Regions from separate parts of the Sus scrofa genome. Here regions 1 and 2 are each linked to region 3. A link is a contact called in public Hi-C and HiChIP or PLAC-seq data. All regions are on one chromosome and are shown on one strand. Each heading gives the region's core, a stretch centred on a gene start, on an enhancer-like site or on the middle of the called end of the contact. The rest is flanking DNA. Distances are from core to core; before and after follow the strand shown.

Evidence for each region. Hi-C and Micro-C count contacts between places; a contact is called where the count stands out from the background. HiChIP or PLAC-seq counts read pairs in DNA pulled down with a chosen protein or histone mark.
Region 1: a contact with region 3 is called in a Hi-C map of skeletal muscle, with 6 times the contacts expected there. The contact joins two enhancer-like sites. A contact is called at or near these places in 3 of 47 Hi-C or Micro-C datasets (embryonic fibroblasts and skeletal muscle) and 1 of 2 datasets of contacts at active chromatin or transcription factors (skeletal muscle).
Region 2: an H3K27ac HiChIP or PLAC-seq map of skeletal muscle shows a contact between it and region 3. The contact joins two enhancer-like sites. A contact is called at or near these places in 4 of 47 Hi-C or Micro-C datasets (brain, embryonic fibroblasts and skeletal muscle) and 1 of 2 datasets of contacts at active chromatin or transcription factors (skeletal muscle).

What each region holds. Positions count from the first base shown.
Region 1 is chr1:58,200,001-58,203,097 of Sscrofa11.1, forward strand. The region is part of intron 1 of BACH2 (transcription regulator protein BACH2); the gene reads right to left. Among named protein-coding and RNA genes, the nearest start is that of BACH2, 80 kb to the right of the region's middle. Within about 2 kb of position 1,296, at least 39 of the 83 cell types and tissues checked have an H3K27ac peak or open chromatin away from gene starts, as enhancers often do. A contact at or near this core is called in skeletal muscle, where this site is marked.
Region 2 is chr1:57,910,244-57,913,417 of Sscrofa11.1, forward strand. All of the region lies in intron 4 of BACH2 (transcription regulator protein BACH2), which reads right to left. Among named protein-coding and RNA genes, the nearest start is that of GJA10, 32 kb to the left of the region's middle. Within about 2 kb of position 1,793, at least 18 of the 83 cell types and tissues checked have an H3K27ac peak or open chromatin away from gene starts, as enhancers often do. A contact at or near this core is called in skeletal muscle, where this site is marked.
Region 3 is chr1:58,051,085-58,054,201 of Sscrofa11.1, forward strand. All of the region lies in intron 2 of BACH2 (transcription regulator protein BACH2), which reads right to left. Among named protein-coding and RNA genes, the nearest start is that of GJA10, 170 kb to the left of the region's middle. Within about 2 kb of position 1,662, at least 2 of the 83 cell types and tissues checked have an H3K27ac peak or open chromatin away from gene starts, as enhancers often do. A contact at or near this core is called in skeletal muscle, where this site is marked.

The sequences.
Region 1 (3,097 bases), core at 46-2,545, 150 kb after region 3:
CAAGTTGCAGCGTAGGCTACCGATGTGGCTCGGAACCTGTGTTGCTGTGGCTGTGGTGCAGGCCAGTAGCTACAACTCCTATTCAACCCCTAGCCCAGGAACCTCCATATGCTGCAGGCGTGGCCTTGAAAAGCAAAAAAAAAAAAAAAAAAAAAAAAAAGGCCTCAGAAGACAGCTTTCATTTGGCATGATGGGCCCCTGCCAAAAGCAATCTCTGGGATTCATGTTGACCTCTGTTTTCCTGAGGCTTGAATTCTGCGTTTTCCAACACTAGCTTCTCCACCGTGTGGCTTGCTCTTTATGAGGGGGCCCTGTGCCCTAATGTTTGCTTCTACTAGGGCCTGGGGGCTTTCCACGCTCTTGCATCAGTTTAGCATCTACGTCAAAATAACTGAAGTTTCCACATCTCACAGGTAGTGTAACTAGGGACCCCACAGCTATTCAAACAACAGAACACCCGGCCCTGTGCCCCAAACACTCACACTCACAGCTGCACACAGACCCTGGGGATTCACCTTGCTGTGTTTGGCCTACAGTTCCTGTGAGAGCATAAACACCACAGCCCCCAAAGCCCACGGCTGAGTTTGTGGCATCAAAGTTTTCTGGCACCTGGGAATTTTTCTTTCCTGCCTCTGAGCTCACAATGCACTTATGATTTGCTATTCTGGCCAACACACCTAAGAATTTGGGGAGGGGGGTTGGAGGGGGGTGGAGTGGGGCTGGGGGTTACCAAGGGCCCAGGTGGCACCAGCTCAGTATACCATTCTGCCAGAAGTTCCAGTTTGAGGTGTGCTAAACTCAATTCTGCCATATTCAGTGGTCCCCTCTATGGCCATTTGGCTGTAACTCAGGCTGGAGCCAGAAACATGTTCTTTGTAGCACAGGCTGTCTTATTGTGACTCATGCCTCAACTCTTCCTCGTAGTGGAGTGATGCTGGGTGAGGGTGCACTGAAGGGTCAGGCCAGGCATTAAGAAAGCATCCCCAGCCAGCACGGGCAGTGCAGACACTTACCCCAAGGAAGGAGTCACCTGCCTGCCCTTTCTAGCTAAGTCTATCCCGGGTTCAGGAAGGTGCCTTATGTTACCCTGGCAGTGATTTGGAACTGGACGACCTCCCGATGACGTTTTGGTAGCAAGGGAGAGGCAGAGAGACAAGGCATGAAACCAGAACACAGCCACCTCCCCACACGACAACTGTGGTGTGGAGAGGGGCCGCCCTCTCCAACAGCAGCCAAGAGAACAGCCCCAGAAAACCCTTCCAGCCGCTGACCTGGAGGCCTCGTCCCAGGGGATCCTCTGATCTCATTACAGCAGTCGACACTAGTCCTCACAAAACAAACAGAGGAAATTTATGCCTGCCTTAGCCTGTGGAGAGCTCCACATTCCTGGCTTAACGAGAGTTCCAGCTTCGGAGACCACAGCCACTGGGATGGGAGGATGTCTGCTTCGATCCAAAGAAAGAACTGTGGTCGTGCCTCTTACCCTCTTTCTGGGGCTGCAGAGGAAGGCGGTGAGCCTGGAGGGAGCCACTGAACTGGGGGCCCAGGACTCTGCTCAGGTCTCTAAAGACAAGTTCCCTTTCTTCTTATGTCAGCACCCCCAGACGCAGTCAGTGGGGGCCATTTCTTCTGGAACAGCCCTGGGAAAGCGCAGCCTTGAAGAGTTCCACCTGCTAAGGCCGGAAGCCCAAGAGAGAGGCTGTCCTGTGTAACCCAACTCCAGGTCATCTGGTGGGAACTTTTTTTTTTTTTCTCCGAAAGTAGCCTTGCTTGAGCCTTGGAAAACTTGATCTAACTCGGGGTTTCCATTTTTAGAATAAATGGCAGGAGGGAAAGTGTTCAGGACGTAGAGGGTGAACTTCCAAACCAAAATAAGAACAGAGTGGGGGGTGATCTCACCTCTGCTCGCTGCCCCCCACCAGGAGACACCTGCCATGAATGTAGACATTCTTGATTGTTACAACTGGGGGAGAATAGCATCTAGCAGGTAGGGGATAGGATCTTGCTAAACATCCTACCAGGCACAAAACAGCTTCCACAATAAGAACTGTCTGCTCTAAAATGTCAACAGTGCTGAAGCTGAGAAATCCCGATGGAGAGGGGACACTGGAGGACGATGGTAGATTTAAAATAATGACCATTCTTCATCATATGACAATAGTGTTGATATCACGCTGTCCAAATGTGCACAAATCACCACCACAAAAATGTATCAGTTCTCTTTTGAAGCGAAATAAATGAAAACTGTGTTGTAACCTTGCAGTCGGATCACTGAAGCTGCCTAGAAAACAGTGGAGCAGTTTCAATTTTAGACGGTTCGTCAGCACCGTCGTGAGTGCTGTGTTCACTCCAGGTTAAGGTGTGATCTGCGTGCTTACTGTCATAATTCAGAGGTGACTACTGACGGAAGGAATTCATGAGCTCACTTGCATGATCACCATAACCACACATGTAACCTGAGCAGATCTCGGTCTGGGAAAAAAAATGGCAGAATGTTTCAACTTTCAAAATACCAACAAAATATGAGGAACCGTGGTGATGTTGACCTACATTCTGGGGAAGTTTAAAAAACAGCTGCATGCGAGGGCCTAAAACGCAGAACTGCCCAAAGGTATCCTGATGAAAATAATCATGGTGCATATTTTGAAATGCTTCCATTTCTAACATTCTGTACCTGGTTCAAAATATGCCCTTTCCTCAACACAGCCTACCCTTTAACACATCTGGTGTAAGAATGTATATTCTGATAACGCAGTCATCATTCTCTCATGAACTCTTTGATTTCCGCAAAAGAAGGAAAAATCCCCATCGAAGCACAGCTCATGCATGCAAGCAAATCTGAAGCAGGAGGAAAAGAATTTCATGAATGAGCAGGAGACAGTTTTTTTTTTTTTTTTTTTTTAAATGGAATGTTTTAAACGCTTGTGGTATAAACAGTAAACAAAACTGATTCACTAAATGTTAATACTGTTTACCATGATGTAAGAGTTGGGTTTTTTTTTGTTTGTTTTTTTTTTTTTAATGTTCCAGAAGCAAGAGGGAAATGAATACCTCAGTAGGGAAAAATGATACCTTCCTTGGCATTTCAGAACCATTG
Region 2 (3,174 bases), core at 543-3,042, 140 kb before region 3:
GCGTGTAACCTCTGAGGCCACATCATAAAAGCTGCACAGTTTCCTCTTAGGCATCTTAGACTGCATTCTCTGGAGAATACCAGCTGCCAAGCCTCAAGGACACTCAAGCAGCCCCATGGAAAGGGCCATGTGGAGAAAAACTGAGGGTTCCAGCCAACATCTGACTTAGCCAGAAGTGCTAGATGGGCCACTCCTGAATTCCTGACCCACAGAAATGGTAAGAGATATTAAATGATTATTGTGGTTTGAAGCCACAAAGTTGTTTTTGTCTGTTTGTTTGTTTTTGCTTTTTAGGGCCACACCTGTGGCATATGGAGGTTCCCAAGCTAGGAGTTGAATCAGAGCTGCCGCTGACAGCCTATGCCACAGCCACAGCAACTCAGGATCCAAGCCGTGTCTGCGACCTACCCACAGCTCAGGGCAATGCCAGATCCTTAAGCCACTGAGCGAGGCCAGGGATCGAACCCACAACCTCGCGGTTCCTAGTCGGATTCGTTTCTGCTGCACCATGACAGGAACTCCCTGAAGCCACAATGTTTTGAGGTTGAACTGTTATATAGCAACGGGTAACTGATGCAGACACTACTGCCGTCAGAGTCCTACTTTCAAACTCTTGACAAGTAGGTCAGCATCATCCAGAGAGTGGACACTAGTCTCTTCATGGACAGTTCTGTGTCCTCCTTGTATTCCTTTAAATGTTTGTTTACAACCCTGTGGTGGTTTGAAATATTTCTTAGGTAAAGAGCCGCTGTTCTCTTGGGCCTCCTCGGCACCCATGAGGTAGAGAACGCAGGCCAGCACTTTCCAGCATTCTGCCACTGCCCTCTCCAAGACCCCTGCTGATGAGGCAGAGATTTCAGGCGTCAGCTCTGATCCTGCTCAGAAGCTTCTGGAAGAGGAAGGTTGCATGTTTCTTAACAGTATTTCCCAACTCAGCCGGCTGAACTCGTCACACTAGCGTCTGCTTTAGATGGACCAGCAGATGGCACTATTAACCCAAGCTTCCTTCAGGCGCCAGCCCAGCGCTGTCCAATGCAAACAACGTGAGCTGAGCGTGTGATTTTACATCTTCTAGTAGCACCGTCAAAAGAAGTGAAAAGAAGCAGGTGAAATGAATTTTAATAACATATTCAATTGACTCCAACGGAACCAAACTATTTTCAACATATAATTAACACAGAAATGATTGCAAGAGTTCACCTTGTGAGGGATCCCAAAATTTCAAATTCCAAGGGGTGTTTTACCCATGGGGGTGCATCACGATTCAGACCAGCCTCATTTCTAGGGCTCAGCAGCCACGTGTACTGGACACTACAGCTTTAGAAGGTGGAACAAGTGGACTTGAGTGAATTTAAGTAACCAGAAAAACAGAGGCAGATCTGGATTTAACTGATCAGAATAGTTTTGGGTGAAGAAATCAGGCCCTCATTAATATTCAGGAGCTGCAGTGTTATGTCTGGATTGTTCAGGGGAGTGAGAGGAAGATATTTTATTCTGAGCTCAGGCTTTTCCTTCGGTTGCATCAGACATAGGCAGACGTGAGTCTGGATCCCGGCATTTGTGGCTAGTTAATCCCCATACACAAAGGCAATCCTAGGAACCCGATCTTTTGTCTTTCCGCTGCTGCAATGGCTTAGTCAGGTTACTCCATAGCTCTGAGCCTGCTAGACGTGGCATTTGCTGAAGGCTCCCAGTGGGTGCTCTGATTGAATTCCATAGGGTAAACTCCGTCCCTTGACACCTGTCAAATCCTGCCTGGCCCAGGAGAGCAAGATCGCAATGGTGCACATGACACCACACTCGGCTCAGCCCTGCTCCGACCGCTAAAGACAGGCAGTCAGGACAAACAGTTCCTTGTTACAGGCCCGGGAAAGGGCTTTGTCCAGGGGCTGTGTTTGCACAGGGCTTATAATGATATGAAAGAATGTTTGATTTCCCTTGTATACCCTTTGGATAACAAACAGACACTCAGATCCTGGATGGTGCCTAAACAGCACAGAGGTCTGCTGTTGGGGACACGGATGTTTCCACACCAGGCAGAAGCCTTGTTTGCACAGCAGGGGTTACGGCATTTTGGGCCTCGTGGCATCTTCCCCACAGCTGACAACAAAGCAATTCTGCTTCTGCTCTAAATTGTATTTACTTATGTTCAGCAAGAATATATACCCATAGTTCAGGCCATGGGCAAAGTCCAAAAGCCTTCCATACCAGGAGCTACTGTATTTAAAATCCTCCAGACAGCAAATCTAATACACGACGGAAACAGGACAGAGGCTGACAGGAAAGAGGAAAAATCAACAATGCTGGTTTCAAAGTCCTTGAAGCAAAAGGCCATATAACATGTCAGCAGAGCTGTTGCAACTCAAGCTGCTTTGCAAAGAGGTCAAAGGAAACTTGTTAGCTATAGACATTTTTCCCTGTGAAAAAAAACCCCAAAGCCCAAGGACCCTTGTTTCTTTCTAGAAGGTGCTTCTACCCCTCTAGCAAGGGAGGACTTACCCCACGTACCAAAGGGAAGCCCCTGACATGTTCTTGGAAAGGCAGTGGTAACTTCACCACAGCTATGTGCTGATTTCAGGGTAGCAGGTTCCAAGTGGATGGGCGTTTGCCCCTGGAATAAACAAGAGCCACAGGCCCTCTATGGAGCTGGGACAACTTTGCTTTCCCTGGTTGGCAGGCACCCCCACATTCCCCAAAGGGGTTTACAAGTCAGCTAATGGGACTTGGCCTTGGACATTGAGAAGGCTGAGGCCTCCTTGCCTTTCTTCTGGCAAATTCTTACACCCCAGCTAGGCCCAGTAGGGCTTCACCTCCTATTTACTGTCCCACCAACTCAGGGTTTTACGTCTCAGCAGTGGTTTGGTTTTCCTTACCCGGACCCTCATAAACAGTGAGGTGGCAAGATGGAGAGCCCTGCTGACCACCACCACCAGCTCTGAACAGCAGGGGCACCAACGTCTTTAGACCTGGGGCAGCCACACAGGTGCCGTCTCACTTGGGTTCACTATGGAGACTCACCAAGGGTCAGGGGCAGCCATCGCTAGTTTAACCTGTTACTGCTGGAATTCCTGCCATGGTGCTGTGGGTTAAGGATCTGACTGCAGCGGTTCGGGTTGCTGGGGAGGCGTGGGTTCAATCTCGAGCCTGGTACAGTGGGTTAAAGGATCTGGTGGT
Region 3 (3,117 bases), core at 412-2,911:
AAAATAGTATTTTAAACTTTGTGCTCATAGACCAATCTTCCGGAGAATGCACAGAGGGAAGTGAGCTGGCTAAAAAGAGGACAAGAGGGTTAGGAAGAGAAGGAAAGAGAGAAGGGAGGAGGAAGGAGAAGGAAGAAGCAGAGACGGTGGCTCTGTACTGAGATGACAGGGCGACAGGACAACAGAAAGTGTGAGCATTAGGCCAGGTCTCCAGGGAAGGTCAAAGCGCACCTGCCGAGGACCTGGCCAGCAGAGGTGCATGACAGAGGACGCCCTCTCCCAGACTCCTCAGGTCCAGAGGCAAAAACAAGGCTGATGGTACCTAACACCTGCTCTGTAGCAGGCCCAGTGCTGGGGGCTTTTACATGCGACGCTTTATTTTTATACATGACATTTTATTCAGATATCCAGCTAGCAGTAACCCTGCAAGGGAGGCAGTTCTGTCCCTTGCATTGGTAACAACCCTGAGCTCCAAGGTCCCCCTTCTGGGGACCTGGGCAAGCACCCAACTCTGCACAGCGCACTGCTGTCCACAGGGCTCCCCTTGACCTTGCTTAAGTCTCAGGGCAACTTCGTGAAGTGAAAACATTGTTTCCATTTTGCATGGCAAGAAATGGAAGCTTCGAAGCTTTGAGGGAGCCCCTCGCACAGTCACACAGCCAGCAAGAGGCCAGAATGTGTGGGAACCGGGATGCGATCCAAGGCGCCTTCTGTTTCACTGTACAGACTCCTGGAGGAAGCAGGCAACTCCCTTCTGTGGGAGTTCAAGGCCTCTCTACCAGAGCTAAAACTCAAAAAGGCTCCAGCTGAGATAAGAATTGCTAGACCCTTATCATCCCACCCGTCTCACTGTAATTGTTACAATGTTCCTAAGGACCTCCCCACCCCAGCACCTTGGCCTATGCCCTCCTGTCCCCCTACTAGGAAAGGTATGTGGCCCACTCCTCATCGCCTCCCCTTGACCCACCTGGCTTACTCCTTCCTGCCCCCCTACTAGAAAAGGTATGTGGCCCACTCCTTACCTCGCCCCTATGAGGGCACCATATGTCCCCAACCAACCAGCAAGTGTTTCAGAAGACCCCATTCTTCCCCAACCAATCAGCAGGTCAACAGGTGTATGGCAAGACCTCTCCTTGCACTCCTTTGTCTCTGGGCTATAAAAGCAGACACAACCAGGCACCTAGGTTGTGTCTCCCTGATTATCAGGAAGTTGGTCCGCTCTGTTAACAGGGTCTCTTGCCTCAATAAACTTGTCATTTCTTCACCTTGCTTTGAATCTGGAAAGTTCTTTCTCCAGCTGTGTGCAGAGACCACAGCACCTTCCCTTGACACCTGGGAATTTCCATATGCAGTGGGTGCGACCATAAAAAAATATATCAGAAGGCAGCCAAGGGTCCTTCAGTGCCATGAGGCTGGACCATGGGGCTCAGGAAGAAGAGCATGGGGTCCAGGGTCTTCGTGCCTTTATCAGCTGAACTGGTTTTCCCTTCAACACTTTCAGCCAGCAGTGTTTGGAATAAGAGACTTTAGGATCTCCAAGTTCTTGTTTCTAGGGTTATTAGTCACAAACTTTTACCGAGGCAGTTCTCAGGCTGGAGAGCAGTCAGGCTAGGAGCCTCACCTTTGCAGGGGTGTCCAAGAAAGTCACCACGTGACCCCTCATGTCCCTGTTGTTTCCTTCCACTGAGCCCTTCTCTACCTTCAGCCTCTCCGTCAACCCAAACCTCCTCCTCTCACATCTCAAGGTTTCCTGGAGCCTCTGACAGGTGAACAAAGAAACACCTTTCACAAATCCATGCTCTCAAAGGATAGAAGAGAGAATAGAACCTTCAGTAAAGAACCCTCAACATCCCACCAGAAAGTCCCAAACAACCCTGAAAAGTGAGAATAAAACTACCAAAAGCTGACAGAGGGTAACAAACATTATTTCCAACCCACATTTGTCCTTCTAAAAAAAGCCAACCCGCTACTGAAAAAAACCCCTGAAATGTATGAAATCTAACATCGTTAACATATTTCCTGTCCTCACAGAGCTTATAAAAAATGTTTCTGAGCTTCTCCCTGGCTCATTTACAACGATGAGAAGGAGCAAAAAGGAAATGCAACAGATGGAACCACCATCCACTCTCACAGTAATTTATCGCCACTCGAAGTAGCTTGGGCGAGATTTCAACCGTCTTTCAGATGTACCAAGAGCTTATTCCTGCCCAAGAACAATGAAGATGAGGCTCCTTAAAAAAGCTGCAGGTTATAAGCCATGTTTACTACTCTCTATTTTTGTTGTTTCTAAAAGAGATCACCCCCGCTTCCCTCCAACCCTCCCCAAACTGACTCCTTGAGGATCTAATCTGGTGCTGATTTAGAGCCGACAGGTGGTACATGCATAATTAAAGATGACCTAACACAGAATGCTCTCATTCCTGGCATATTATCAGACACTTAAGCAAAGCAATTATCAGTAGGCAATCTTTTCTGTCAACAGAGATAGAGATGAAACATTTCTTCAATTAAGAGGATTCTGTAAGGAAGCTGTATATATATCCATCTGCAAATACTTGAAGATCTTTAGAGTTTAATACTAAGTCAGCTCAATGAACACCTCTGGCCAGTTAAATCATTGTTGTTGTTGTTGTTTTATTATTTTTATCCCTCCTCCTTTTCCTGGAAGGTAACATTTTTTTTTCTTTATTGAAGCAGGAAGGTCACATTTTTAACACCAGAATCAACAAAACAGAAACAATTTGGGGGCACTGTCAGAGATCCTGATCCAAGCTGACAAGGAAATCTCTGCATTTTCCTGCCTTCACCCTGGTAGGGTTTGCAAATATACTAAGTCTTTCTTAAAGGCACAAAGAAAAAAAAAAGGAGGGTTCAAATAAATGTAAATGCAATTAAAAATTTCTTTTAAAGCAGAATTATTCCCTCACCATGCTCCACCAATGTCAGAGGATTTAGAGAATTATTGCCAAGCCTTAAAACTTGATCGTGAATCTAACTGATCTAAAGGATTTTTTTTTTCACTTTGAAGAAATAAACATTATTCAGGGAAGAAGGATCTTGACCAAATGATGGATTTTCCATTTCAGGTGGAGGAGGAAAGAGGCCTTCTGCTCCCTA